Linked DNA regions of Mus musculus: regions 1, 2, 3 and 5 are each linked to region 4. The links are chromatin contacts, called in public HiCAR-type and promoter capture Hi-C maps. All regions are on one chromosome and are shown on one strand. The core of a region is the stretch at or near the end of the contact, and the rest is flanking DNA. Distances in the headings are between cores, read along the strand shown. Region 1 holds the start of AY512931 (cDNA sequence AY512931). Region 2 has its middle 13 kb from the start of Gm51530. Region 3 overlaps Pdlim3 (PDZ and LIM domain 3). Region 4 holds the start of Tlr3 (toll-like receptor 3). Region 5 holds the start of Pdlim3 (PDZ and LIM domain 3).

The links. Promoter capture Hi-C pulls out the DNA fragments that hold promoters and counts their contacts. HiCAR-type assays count read pairs that join an accessible place to other places.
Region 1: a contact with region 4 is called in a HiCAR-type map of embryonic stem cells, with 3 times the contacts expected there. The contact joins the promoter of AY512931 here to the promoter of Tlr3 in region 4. A contact is called at or near these places in 8 of 39 promoter capture datasets (the 3T3-L1 cell line, 3T3-L1-derived adipocytes, cranial neural crest and 4 more) and 1 of 115 datasets of contacts at active chromatin or transcription factors (embryonic stem cells).
Region 2: a promoter capture Hi-C map of cranial neural crest shows a contact between it and region 4. The contact joins the enhancer-like site here to the promoter of Tlr3 in region 4. A contact is called at or near these places in 15 of 39 promoter capture datasets (the 3T3-L1 cell line, 3T3-L1-derived adipocytes, cranial neural crest and 8 more), 3 of 115 datasets of contacts at active chromatin or transcription factors (cardiomyocytes, large pre-B cells and trophoblast stem cells) and 2 of 9 other capture datasets (adipose tissue and embryonic stem cells).
Region 3: a promoter capture Hi-C map of pre-B cells shows a contact between it and region 4. The contact joins the enhancer-like site here to the promoter of Tlr3 in region 4. A contact is called at or near these places in 16 of 39 promoter capture datasets (the C10 cell line, the HPC-7 cell line, cranial neural crest and 8 more), 3 of 115 datasets of contacts at active chromatin or transcription factors (astrocytes, cardiomyocytes and embryonic basal ganglia) and 1 of 9 other capture datasets (pancreatic islet).
Region 5: a contact with region 4 is called in a promoter capture Hi-C map of embryonic stem cells. The contact joins the promoter of Pdlim3 here to the promoter of Tlr3 in region 4. A contact is called at or near these places in 17 of 39 promoter capture datasets (the 3T3-L1 cell line, 3T3-L1-derived adipocytes, the C10 cell line and 10 more), 1 of 115 datasets of contacts at active chromatin or transcription factors (astrocytes) and 3 of 9 other capture datasets (adipose tissue, liver and pancreatic islet).

Annotation. Positions count from the first base shown.
Region 1 is chr8:45,063,971-45,066,670 of GRCm38.p6, forward strand. AY512931 (cDNA sequence AY512931) reads right to left here and starts at 1,448. Exons shown (of 5, transcript NR_033588.1): 1 at 1,124-1,448; 2 at 955-1,039.
Region 2 is chr8:45,857,244-45,859,957 of GRCm38.p6, forward strand. No RefSeq gene overlaps it. Among named protein-coding and RNA genes, the nearest start is that of Gm51530, 13 kb to the left of the region's middle. Within about 2 kb of position 1,283, at least 31 of the 459 cell types and tissues checked have an H3K27ac peak or open chromatin away from gene starts, as enhancers often do. A contact at or near this core is called in second pharyngeal arch cranial neural crest, where this site is marked.
Region 3 is chr8:45,900,357-45,903,056 of GRCm38.p6, forward strand. It overlaps Pdlim3 (PDZ and LIM domain 3), which reads left to right. Exons shown (of 8, transcript NM_001374652.2): 3 at 119-203. Among named protein-coding and RNA genes, the nearest start is that of Pdlim3, 16 kb to the left of the region's middle. Within about 2 kb of position 1,350, at least 36 of the 459 cell types and tissues checked have an H3K27ac peak or open chromatin away from gene starts, as enhancers often do. A contact at or near this core is called in cardiomyocytes and pre-B cells, where this site is marked.
Region 4 is chr8:45,409,052-45,411,751 of GRCm38.p6, forward strand. Tlr3 (toll-like receptor 3) reads right to left here and starts at 1,329. Exons shown (of 7, transcript NM_001357316.1): 1 at 1,249-1,329; 2 at 745-927.
Region 5 is chr8:45,884,231-45,886,930 of GRCm38.p6, forward strand. Pdlim3 (PDZ and LIM domain 3) reads left to right here and starts at 1,257. Exons shown (of 8, transcript NM_001374652.2): 1 at 1,257-1,442. The coding sequence starts at 1,350.

The DNA.
Region 1 (2,700 bases), core at 198-2,697, 340 kb before region 4:
AGATCATAAAGAGCCTTTCTGCTCACTTTGTAAATCTTTTCAAAACTAAAGCAGCTGGAGTGATGGCTCTGCGGTTAAGAGCACTGACTGCTCTTTCAGGGATCCTGAGTTCAAATCCCAGCAACCACACAGTGGCTCACAACCATCTGTAATGGGATCTGATGCCCTCTTCTTGTCTGAAGACAGCTACAGTGTACTAATACATAAAATAAAAATAAATCTGTAAAAACAAACCTAAAGCAGCTGGGGGGGGGGCGGGGGCGGGCGGGACATCTCTGAGTGAATTTCCAGCTCAGAACACAAGAACAATACCCTCATGGACCACTGACCACTTCATGCTTCGCTGAGAGAAAAGGACATAGAATGACGCCCTCCTGTCCTTGCTGGCAAGAACAATGGAGGTGAGGCTCTTGGGCCCCTAGTTCAGAAAGTACCATCCCCCCTCACTGTTAGCATTTCTTCTAGGCTCCGCCCCACAGTTACCTGGCAACAGCCAGGAGTGCCTGACTCACTATAAAAGGGACTGTTTTCTCCTCTCTCTCTCTCTCTCTCTCTCTCTCTCTCTCTCTCTCACACACACACACACACACACACACACACACACACACACACACCCCTTCTCTGTCCCTTCTCTCCCCATTCCCCTCCCCCACTCTCTCTCCACGTGTTCATGGTCTCCTCTGTCTCTTTCCCTCTCCCTTCCCCTCCCCCCCCCCTCCCTCTCCCTTTCTCTGTCTCTACCACCCCCTCAACTCCCCTCCTCATGACCTGAATAAACTCTATTCCATACTATATCTGACACTTGGCTGGTCCCTCAGCAGGAAGGAATGCCTCAGCAAGGGCCTGCGCCTCACCATACCAAAAATATCCCTGGCCTTTCTGTCTTTCTGGGTAGTGGTCGGGGTGGAAAGGGAACCGGTTCACTGGGGGTGCTCCACCAGTATTATCACTCACTTGTCTGAAATCTTTTACCTATGGTCAGCTCCATTATTGTGTCTCCTCCAGCACGACCACACACAGAGGCCCCTCTCTGGCTCTCCTGGAAAAAAAAAAAACAAAAACAAAAACAAAAAAACTTATTTTTCACAGTCATGGTTCCTGGGTTCCAAATGTTTTGACTTACTGAAGTTTCCCAGGCGTGCTCAGGAGACACTTGGAACGAAATTGCTCATGACATTCAGGTCCCGGTTCTAATTCAAGCTTTATGGCGGGCCCCTCTAGAAAAAATAGAACCTCTCCTAAGATCAAAGGGATTGGAGTTCCCCACACCCTCGGGGTTTAAGATGAGGTCTCAGCCCTGCTATAGATGGGCTAACTCATGGCTGAAATCTAATGTTTTCTTGAGGCAGAACTAAGTTTATCAAATCTGGACAAGTCTCTGTTGCTTTAGAGGTAGGCGAATTTCTATACATGTGGCACCAGGTGTGCTCTCTCCCTCTCCCTCTTTCTCTCCCTCTTTCTCTCCCTCTCCCCCTCCTCCCTCTCCCTCCCCCTCTCCTCCTCTCCCTCTCCCCCTCTCTCTCCCCCTCTCCCCTTCTTCCCCTCCCCCTCCCCCCTCTCTCCCCCTCTCCCTCTCCCCCTCCCCTCCCCTTCCCTCTCCCCCTCCTCCCTCTCCTCCCTCTCCTCCCTCCCTCTCCCTCCCCCCCCCCTGTGTGGTGTGTTCACACAGTGTGATGGTTTGTATATCCTTGGACCAGGGAGTGGCACCATCTGAAGGCGTGGCCTTGTTGGAATAGGTGTGAACTGGTTGGAATGGGTGTGTCACTGTGGGTGTGGGCTTAAGATCCTCACCCTAGTTGCCTGGAAGTCAGTCTTCCACTAGCAGCCTTTGGATGAAGACATAGAACTCTCAGCTCCTCCTGCGCCATGCTTGCCTGGATACTGCCAGGCTCCCACCTTGATGATAATGGACTGAACCTCTGAACCTGTAAGCCAGCCCCAATTAAATGTTGTTTTTTATAGACTTGTCTTGGTCATGGTGTCTGTTCACAGCAGTAAAACCCTAACTAAGACACACAGCAATATCCTTTATTTGAGCCCAGCAGGCAGTGTTCAGGTGTATAATGTATGATCATACATCTTCTCTTTCAGTGGTAGAAAAAAAAATCCCACAGAGGCTTTTAATGTATTCAGGACTTGTGTTCAGCAAGGTTTTGAGCAGCAGAGAACCCATTTATAGGGAAATTAATGATTCAGTTTCTCACCTGTAGTTGGAAGGAAAAAAAGAATGTATCTTTCTCTGTTAGCTACTGTGATAGACAAATGCTCTTGTCCTACCAGGAGACCTCATTCCTTTCCCAGCATGCCACTGGAGATCCAGCCCTCCTCTGAGATAAAGCACTTCTGGGTCTGCTTTGAGCTCAGGCATTCTTTCCAGGTCAGTCTCAGGAGTTGCATGGAGAGTGCAGGAGCTATGTCTTGTAGCAGTTCCCACAAAGATCACAAGTCCATCTTTAAGCTGTTCTTGTCCACTGCAGCTCTTACTGTAAACCATAACTGAAAAATCAGCTCTCTTGTGGGCCCCACTTTTCAGGCTTACTAGGTGTGTGTGTATGTGTGTGTGTGTGTGTGTGTGTGTGAGAGAGAGAGAGAGAGAGAGAGACAGAGAGACAGAGAGACAGAGAGACAGAGAGAGAGACAGCCAAGGCACATGTGTCAGAGAACAACCTTGGGCCTTGGGTGTGAGTCCTTGCCTTCTGC
Region 2 (2,714 bases), core at 33-2,532, 450 kb after region 4:
CCCCACCAGGCATCGGGCTGTGAGAAGCCATGGGACTCCTCTCCAGGGGTGGGGAAGGCACAGTCTGGGGTCACCACAGACCTGCTGGGAATCAGGCTCCAACTCTTGGGCATCACAGACGCTGTTGGGTACCGCTGAAGAGTTAAGAACAGAGTGGGGACCCTTGGGCAGACTCTGGCCCTGGGGGCCAAAAGGAAAAGGGCAAGGAGGAGAGAGCTCTGGCAGATTATCATGGGGATAAAAGTCTTTGACTTGGTTGGGCAGCTAGCTTGGTTTGGCTTGCTCGGCTGCTGGGATTGGTTTGGAGCCGTGGCTAGAGCACAAGGAGGTCTCCTGTCAGGAGGTTAGACATGGCTTGGCTCCTTACGTGAAGACCTGCTCCATTGCCCCAGTACAGCAGGTCCCGATGAGAAGAGGCAGTCCATAGTTTTAAGGAATTTATTATAGAAAGGCAGAGAGAGGAAGAGAGAAGGGAAGTAGAGGCTGGCCATGGCCACATGGAGAGTGGAGGAAGGAAAGGCAAGTGTGTGCAAGGGAGCAAGAATAAAAGCAAGAGAATAAGAGGTAAGAGAGGGAGGAGGGGGCAAGCAGCTCCTTTTATAGTGGGCTGGGCCATCCTGGCTGTTGCCAGGTAACTGAGGGGGTGGAGTACAAACAGAATACCAGGAGTTTCCGGCATTGCCTAGAGGCTGTAGCTGCAACAAGAGCCAGGGGCCCAGGAGGTGTGGTGGAGCACCTGCAGTCCCTTAGGGTCACCGGGGTTCCAGGCCTGTGCTCGACTGGGGACCAGGCTGTCTGTGCACAGCTCACTGCCCCACATCCTTGCATGCTAGAAGTGGAAGCCCGGCGCCTCAGGTTGGACATGATTGCCTAGAGCTGTGGTTCTCAACCTTCCTAATGCTGTGACCTCTGGCCCCCAACCATAAAACTGTTTTCTTTACTACTTCTAGTAATTTTGCTAGTTATGAATCGTAATGTAAACATGCAGGATATCTGATATGGGACCCGTGTGAAAGGGTTGTTCTTCCCCCAAAGGGGTCGTGAGACTCACAGGTTGAAAACGGCTGATACAGAAAATTAGCAAAAAAAAACAAAAACAAAACAAGCAAACAAACAAACAAAACAAAACAAAAAACAAGAAGGCAGTCTCTGGGAAGGTAACTTGGTTGAGACCAACAGTCCTTTCCTGCAAAAGTATCACTGCTTGCAGCAATGCCGAGGACTTGCCTGTATTTACAACACCAGCCAAGTCTACTTTGTAAGCATCAGGTCCCTTTGGCGCGGACCACGCCCACATCTAAAGCACGTTTGAGCTTGTTTGAGCTGAGCTGTGTCTTCAAGGCCTCTCTCGGCTTGCTGCCCTCTTGCTCAGTGACCCCTGTGTTCCAGTACTCGCTCAGCTCTCATTGTGTGGGAATTGAAACAGGCTCTTTAAAAGCCTGTTTATCATTTCCATCTGTTAAGGGACATTTAGTTTCTTCGAGATGTTTTAGTCCACCCTGCCCTCTGCGCTGCAGGCAAAATGAATCCTTCTGCTCAAATTAATCTTCTTTACTAGCCTGCTTTCCACAGACCACATTATTAAGTTGTAAAAAGGCTGTCTGGTGCCTCTCTCTGTGTCTCTGTCTCTGTCTCTGTCTCTGTCCCTCTCTCTCTGTGTCACTGTCTCTCTCTGTCTCTGTCTCCCCCACCCCGTGTATGTATGTATGTTTCTGTAGCTGTACTTCTATGTGTTTCTATCTCTATCTCCCTCCATGTCTCTCTCCTCTATCTCTGTCTCTGTCTCTTTTCCTTCTCCCACCCTCTTCCTCTCAAGACAAGCATTATTCTCGTTCATTTCTAATGTCTAGTCCAAAGCCAATCATTTTACTCATAAGTGAGGAGAGGATACTGCAGAGACCCTTGCCACGCGTTTAAGCCTCTCCGCCCCAGAGATCCACCCAACGTGTCCCACGTTTTCTTCTGATGCTCCTAACAAGAAAACTTCACAATAGACCTCTCAGTACTCTGCCCCCTCCTAGTGTTCACCCCAACTTTTAAGTTGCCACAGCCTCCCTCTTCCTGTTCAACCTACAGAAGATGCCCTTACTGCTGCTATTACGTACAGGCTTTGAGATTCAAATCAACTCTTTCTCCTCTACCAAAAATTTATCCAATATTTTGTTTATGATATGGAAAGTATTCAAGGATCCCTTTCTAGAAATTCACATTGAGATTTTTCAGAATTGCTTTAGCTTTCAGAACCTTGGCTTGCCCTTGAATTGCCCTCGGTTACTTTAAAGCATATCCTGGTTCTCAAAGGCAGGGAGTTTAAACATATTAGACAGTCAAATAAGATGCCAATGGGTTCACTTTGACAGGTCAGTGGCAGTCTGAGACGAAATTATTCAAAATATTTCTAGTAACAACATTATAACTTACTAGTATCGGTAGGCACAGCTATGGAGGTTGGTGAGGAACTGACCCGATCTGACCTTTGCCGCGTGTAAATGTGGTCCAGGGACAATGATGCCACATTGGACCCTCATGACTACATGACTGCTGTGATTACAATTTCTGAAATTAAAGATCTTTTAAAATAGTATTTTAGTTTTAATTTATCTTTGTGTGCTTCGTGTGTGTGTATACTTGTGCACCATTTGAGTGCCTAGTGCCCTAGGAGATCAGAAGAGGGTGTTGGAGGCCCTGAAATCAGAGTTACAGACAGTTATGTA
Region 3 (2,700 bases), core at 100-2,599, 490 kb after region 4:
TTTGAGTTTTAATTAGTGAAGGTTGCTAATATTTTTCACGAACATCATGGGAAATAATATATATATTTTAAAAGAAGTGCCATTTGGATTTAGAGTTTGCAAACTTTTTCATTTCCAGGGCAGAAACTCGCTTATGGTCCCCGCAGGTGTCTGAAGATGGAAAAGCACACCCCTTCAAAATCAACTTAGAAGCTGAACCACAGGTATGAAGTTAAGAGGAAGTGATATCACATCACAGTTTCTGTTCAGGATGGGGTCGCTTCCGGGGGGTGGGGTGGGGGCTGGGGGACAGGGGGGAAGAAGTTTCAAATCCAAAAATCAGGACAAGTCCCCTGTGAAGCTGTGAGATTAACTTATATGATTCGTGTGTTCTTACAGCCAGAGAAAAACAGAGAGTGTCCCTAGGCAAATGTCTCTTTAAAGAGCAAGTGCATTCTCTGCTGGACATGTTAGTGTCTGTGGTCCCAGAGCTTAGGAGATGGAGGTAGGATTGCTGAAAGGTCAGTGCTAGTCCAGAGTAGACAGAGAGTTCCAGGCCAGCCAGGGATCCATAATGAAACCATGCCATACCAGAGAGAGAGAGAGAGAGAGAGAGAAAACTATACATTCTCATTTGGAACAATATGATGAATTTGCATGGAGCCCACATTATTATTATTATTAATTATTATTATTATTATTATTATTATTATTATTATTATTATTATTATTGATAGACTTCAACCAAATAAATGGCCATGATGTAATCTAAGAACCTTAAGTTGTTCAAATAAAGCAAAATAAAAACTAAGCTGTGCCATTTGGAACAGGTGTCTCTAATCTAATCATTACTGTGCTCTTCAGCCCTTTAAGGTCTTTTGTATAGATAGGTCTTGTTTTGACATCCTTCTCCAGTTCTCAGCTCTGATATTCTATAATTCAATTTACCTTACCCCAAAGAATTGAAGTTGGTTATCACAGAGACATTCTGCTCAGGCAGCTGACTTACAAAAGATAGAGGCCTTTCCCTCTGAGGCAACCCTGCCTCTCGAGCCACGTGAATCTAATCATTTGATGCCTATCTGGCTACGTCTGCTTTCAGAAAGTCTGAGCCCCTGCAAAACTGAAATTGAATCAAACCTCAATTATAAGCACTGGAAAATCTAATTAAGAACAGGGCTTTGGAACCTCTACTTAGAAGCTTAGGGATACAGAGATAGGTGTTTAAAAGCATCTTTGAAACAAGCTTTTCTATTAAAGCACTCCATATTCCTAGCATGCAGTTTCCCGTCTACCTAGGGAAGGAGTGTCTGAGAGCACATTTGTAATTCACCCTTGTCCTTGTCAAACTCGTTGACTCCCGGGTTTGTCGGAATGTTTTCTACTTGCCCCAGTAAGGCACTGTTTTCACGTTATAAATAGACATAACACAGCATAAGTACAAGCAGCTCATGGGCTACTCAAAGATTAAATATAGACGAATAAGCAAAGGCTAATACTGAAAGTAGTCCACTGAGTGGGCGGTCTCAAGCTCAGTGCCTTGTCTGTCCCCTTAACCCCGAAGCTGTGTCAGAAGCCTCTCCAACATTCAACACCACACACCTGCTTACCTAAGGGCTTTCTGTCCTCACTGCCGCTGTGACAATTACAAAGGAGAGTCAGTCACATTCTAACTGTGCTTCTTCAAAGCATTATTTCAGTTAGAATACAGTTCCCTCCCCGGCCCACACAGAGAAGGAAACATAACATGTAGTCTTTGCCCGAAGGATTTATAAGACTCTTGCCCTGGCTTTGGACTGAAAGGGAAGGGAGAGCCTGTACCTAAAAATTATGAGAAGGGGCTTCAAGGGAAAGAAACAGGATATAGAATATTCTAAAGACAGGAGCCATTGGTCTGTTCTCACTGAGACTCCCCAAGGCACAGCCCACAGCAAGCACCCAGTAGATCACAGACCAAATAATGAGTGAGTGAGATTAGCTGGCCAGAGGATAAACTGTGTATTTCCCAGCAATGATGAGGACTAGTCCTGAGGAGCAGCTCAGCTACTGTTAAGTCCATGTGTTAAGTTCTGTGTGATCTTGGGAGGTGAGTAGCATGTCAGATAAGACTTTCATTCTTAAATGAAGAAAATATTTAAAAAAAAAAAAGACTTTCATTCTTCAGAGGAAATGAGCAAATGATTTCATAAGTGGGAGAGCTAATACAGATTTGCTCCCCACTGATAAAAATGCTTAGGACCGGAAACTTTACATCAATCTGAAACATTTGCATATACACAGTGAACAACTTTATCGGAGAGACAGCATAAAGTTTCATTTTGCCTTTTTTACATCTTGACGCATTGGTTCAGGGTTATGAGCCCACCCACTTCACTGGTACCCCAGTGCACAAGGCTAAGCATGGGATTTTCTGTTTGTGACACCTCATCATTGCTCAAAACACTCCTCTCTTTGGAACAGTTTGGATTTCTGGATCTTGGATTAGAGATGTTCAACCTGTAAGCATGGTGGAAAGAGATCAGAAAACCATTGGTGGCTCACCTCCCATGCTAGGGTCCTATACGTTGACTAGTAACACCTCTAATCAGCACTTTGTTCGACACAAAGGAAGGTTAGCTGAAGCATGAAGTTCTAGCTGCATCACTGTTGTGTAAACACAGTGCTTTGCAGTACTACACAAGCCTGTTTACTCCCCATCTATATTGGTTGGTCATTTAGAGA
Region 4 (2,700 bases), core at 79-2,578:
TAGTAGGTAATAGTTAATAGTAAGGAAAAGCTTTCAAAACAGTTAGATACGTGTCAACACAAAATCACATCATAAAGTCATGAGAAGAGCTTATGACAACTTCTATATGGTGAAGGTTGACTGCTTTCCCCAAACTAGTCCATAATTTGCCAGCCTGGTTTCTGGCCTTACTCTACAACTTCCAGAACAGCCTGCCCTCCTCTCCTGCTGCCCTTCTTCATTCTGTAACAGAAAGTGACTGGCCAGTTCCTAGAAACATCTGAGAATTTGTCCTTTCTCAAGAACATTGTCATGGAGTGCCAGGTCTTCCTTTCTAGCTCACTAAATACAAAGGACTTTTTAACCTTCTGCGTTTTTGTTGTTGTTGTTGTTGTTGTTGTTTTATTTTGTTTTTGGAAAAGGTGCAATTTTTTAAAAAGTATTTTTAACTACCTTTTAATATAATCCTTTTACTTGCTCTTTGATGATTTCATACTATTCATTACACATACATATGTATTTTGATCTTGTTTACCCCTTACACCCCTCAGAGCCACATTCACCCACTTTTTAAAGCCTTTTACAAAATCACTTTGAATGCTTTCTCAAAGTATCTTTCCAAGAAGAGAAGTCTATAGAGGAAGTATGTTCTTGCTGCTGTTGTTTTAGTTGCTGCATAAAATTGGCATTTCATCACAAGATATCAGAATTTGTAGCTAAATTTACATTTGGAACTATGGTGCATTTTTCCCCTTCTCCCAATACCTGCATCATCTTCTATCTTCTTTTGGTGCGCGATTGTGATTCAGGCAGTTTAACTTCCCAGATAGAGAACAGGTGCGTCAACCTCAAAAGCCAAGTACATTCTGATTTTACTCAGCCTGAGGTCCTGCATCCCCTTAGTTTTCATTCAGACTTTTTTTTTTAAATCACACATTTCCTTTCAGCCTGAAAGTGAAACTTAAGTTGAGAGAGAGAGAGAGAGAGAGAGAGAGAGAGAGAGAGAGGGGGGGGGGGGGAGGGGGAGAGGGAGAGGGAGAGAGAGAGGATATTTTCAGCGAAACAGTTAAATTGTTATTAAACTGTTACCCTTTTTTAGTTTCTTTTTAAGGGCCTCCTGGGATTCATTGAAATGGTCACAAATCGACCTTCAGGGAGGAAGGTGTAAGCCGAGGAACCGGCCGCCGCCTGGGGGCAGAATTCTGGAAGTCAGTAAGTTTCTGGCTTCAGAGCCAAGCCCTCTGCAGTGGGTTTCAGATCCTTGCAAACCTGTGATATGCGCAGTGCATGGTCTGAGGTTGGGACTGCCGCCCAGAGACCCAGAGTGCTGGTCGGGAATCGCGCATAGTGGGAGGGGCCAACAGGGACCGGCCGTGTGGGGAAATGGGATGTGTCTAAACAAAGTGAAAGCCATTCACTTACCTCGCTTTATCTTCTTTGCAAAATGAGTAAAGTCGAACTTAATCTCTTAGGTAAAAATGGCCATCCAGTTTTCCAGCAGGAAATGTTGAGGACATCTCGGACACAGGAGGAGGTCCTGCCTCAAAAGCAGGAAACTCCCAGAAACAACTAGGCCGGGAAATAACAATGGGGGAAGGGAGCAGGGAGGGAGGAAGGAAGGCAGAAGTTTGGTCCAGCACTGGGTGTCACAAAGAGCCTTTCTTACTCAAGCAGGCCCAGTTTTCCACAAAACCCACAAATTAGGCATCAGTAGGCATCTGTTTGGTCAGAGAAGAGCTCGGGATTAACTCCTTCTTCCTCAATTAGCTATGAGGACTCCAACTGGTTAAAGAAACGGAGTTGCAAGGGAATGAAGTCAGTTTTCTTTTCATTACAGATGAGCAATGACATAGTATTCAGCCAGGTTGTTATTTAGTTTTAAAAAAAAAGTTAAACGTAATAAAGCATACAAGAAATGGGAGAGCACCTGACCTGATCTTCTTGTCTTGAAGCCAAGAGAGGGGAGTGCCTGAGCTCTCAGTCAATAGTTCCTTTGTTTGGCAGAGGTGAAAGTGGAAAAGGTGAATGGCCACAGAAGTGAAAGCAAGAAGTAACTTTGTATCCTGGTGCAAATTGCTCTTCCCTGGCCCCAGGAGGTTACTTCCTGTGGTTACCTGGCTCATGGCTACACTCTTAGCTCAACACCATAAGCAAGCACTTTGTCCTCAGTAAATTAATGACCTCTACATTGATCCACCTGGATGCCAACACAACGTTGATAGTCTTGGCAAGATTTCACCTCTGTGGGTTCCTTGAAAACAGGTTGGGCTGCATTTTTGTAATTTTACTTCTGACACCATCTCACAGAAGAACTTGCTAGCCTCTAAAGGACTAGTCTCCTGACAGAGAATCGGCTGCTGTATGGTCCTCTCCCACACTGACCCTTGGCTTGGGTAGCTTTGACCAAGTGGATATCTGTCTGGTTCTGAGTCCATTAGGGAAGCCTGATAAGTGCCTCTGTATTTAAGACTTGTCTTCTTGGAACACCAGTCTCTCTCAGGCTTCATTGGAATCTGGGGCTCCAATGCTATGCAATCAGAAGCCTAGATTAGCTGTGCAATGGATATAAGGAGGGGAATGTGCATGCTCACGAACACCTAGGAGATGGCTAACATGGACTCTGGCTGCATGGGAGACAGTCCTCCAATCTACTTTAACTTACTGCAGTTTCTTCAGCAATGACCTTGAATGACCTTCTTCAACAAGTTCTGCCAACATCCC
Region 5 (2,700 bases), core at 7-2,506, 480 kb after region 4:
ACTACATCTAAACCAGGATGCTACCCAGACCCCCCCCCCCCACACACACACACACACACCTCTCCTCCTGGTCCAAGCAGACCCTCGAGTTGAGCTAACCTGGATTGTTTATTTTACTTCTACCATTTGTTAGCTATAGGATTTGATGTGAGCTCTTCCAATTCAGAGAAGCTATTCGCCAGCCTGAGAAATGACACCAGCCAAAACAAAGGCACAAAGACACAGGTAAAGCAATCATTACCACACCTGGACCACAGAGGTGACCAACAAATCTCCTTGGTGACCTTCTGCCGTTTCCACTTTCCCAGACGGATTCCTTCCATTTACGGGTTCTTAAATCACTTTTTTCTTTTCTCCCAGTACATCGGAACAGAATGCTCTATTGCAAGTGCTCTGCTCTGGGTCCCCTTTACTCCCACTCCCACAGACACCTTCATTTTGGCTGCAGCATCCAGAGAGGCGTCCTGACTCTTGCCTCCATGTATTAAACAGCCGTGTCCAACATGCAGAGTCTAAGCAGTGTGCTGCCGCCTGCGGCTGGGATAGTTGTGAATGTAGCCCAAACTTAAAACGAAACGTACTTAGCACGCGGTGAGATATTGAGGGGTAAGCAGGGCAAAAGAGGGGGTGATTCCGAGCGTAAACTTCACAGATAACAAAGTCATTTCTGTATCACAAAGACAAGCACAATCTGCGTGGGAACATATATTTTAATTATAGAAATACTCGACTTTTTTTGTTTTTTATGCTGTGCGGGGCGCTGCACAGAAACATTTCATTTTATTGCCACCAAATCCTTCCAATACTCCTACAAGTACAATAATTACTCCTGTTTTTACAGCCGAAAGAAATGAAGACTTTAACTTGACCAAAGCTAGATACTAAGAGAGAACATCAACGCGTGCACAAAACTGCTAAATTCCTAAGTGCCTGGTTGTGCTTGGGTTTTATTTTAATTGAAAGCATAGAGGCTGCGGTGTGATTGCTTTTAACTTCCCAGTAAAGTGCACCGCTGAGCAAGTAGACGATAAACAGGAGGACAGGTGTTACTTAATGGAATGATGGAAGCTGTAACCCGAAGCCTCCTTGGGCGGGGAGAGGTCTGGGCGACTGCACCCAGCTGGGAGCGCCTCTGACCAGGCGCTGTCTCTCACTTCCAAAGTTGGAGCTCTCCTTGGTGGGAGGGGGCGGGGAAGAGGGGAGGCCAGTGACGTCACTCGCAGCAGGGATAAATCTCCGGGACAGCATTCCCAGTTAGGTCGCAGCCCCAGGAGCTAAGTAGGTTGTCCGGTTCCGAGACAAGCGCTTTGCAGAGCCACCGTCGCTGGACCCACTCGAGGGAAGGCACCATGCCCCAGAACGTAGTTCTCCCGGGTCCTGCGCCCTGGGGCTTCAGACTCTCTGGGGGCATAGACTTCAATCAGCCTTTGGTCATCACCAGGGTAGGTGTTTTCCATTCTGATTTTGTGCTACAGGTCACCTGGCATCCGAGAGTAGCCCTGGAGTTAAAGAGAGAAACCAAGAGACCCAGGGAGGGAGGCAGGATGGTGCACTGGCGGGGGCCTGAGCTTCTGGCTCCCAGTTAGACTTCAGCAACAAGCTGGAGGATGCAAAGCAGTTCTGAGATTTAATCAAGGCAGCTCACAAACTCTGCATCCCTTTTCCTTGGTCCCCAGCCACATTAGCCAGAAAGGTCAACTGACAGTGCTGGGCTCAGAGGAGGGCTCCATAGCTGAGGGGTGCTTTTGGCTCCCCACCACACACACACACACACACACACATCAGATATGGAGAGCAAGAAAGAGGTGTCACTCTAGTGGTTATTTGGTGGCTCTACACTTGCATCTGAGCAGTTTTCTTGCCTGGATGGGAACTTCAGCAGGGTACTGTTCTCAGGGCACAGCTTGGACTGGCCAAGTCGGAACCTCTCATATCAGCCAGACAGGGAAAATATTACTAATGTGTATTCCTCCGTTTCCAGGCATTTTGGATAAATATTTTTCCAAAGCTTGGAACTTGGCTGACGAAGCATTACCTATAACTCAAACTGCAAAGAAAACCTGGGCTATAGTTTACCTGATAGAGAGCAACCACTCAGTCTAATAACTTTAAAAAGGAAGACTGTAGTAGCAAAAAACCAAACTGCCTTATTCCAGGGTATCTTAAGCAGAACCCAACAAGAAGGAGGGTGTAAAAATGAAACCCAGGGTTCCTTTTCTGTCAGCAAATTTCTAGAGTAATTGTTAAGCATCTAGTTGATAACTTCCTCAACTTTTGAAAGCAATCTTTTCAGTTACTCATGCAAGCCGTTCGAAACGTGAAAGCACAAACTTTTAAATGTTATCATTTTATGTTCCAAGTGTTATGGTTTTCTTATTTTATGCTTCTCTGCTCATGCTATATTTTATGAATACATGCTTTATAACCTGATCAATCACAGGTTTTGAATAGGGCACTGTACACACATTAATATTATTTGTGGCGCCCTAAGCTTTTGAAGAAGCCCAAAGCGTGTATCATAGGGTTGCATACAACGGCTCATCTCAAGCTTTGTTTTACATTTTTCAAAAAAACATGTAAACACATCTGACATGTGTTTTTATATGAGACATTAAAACATCCCCCCAGAAATGCTCTTAAGTAAATTAAGCAGAAAATGCTTCCATGGTGTGGGCCAAGCCATTCCTTTTATAGATTTAC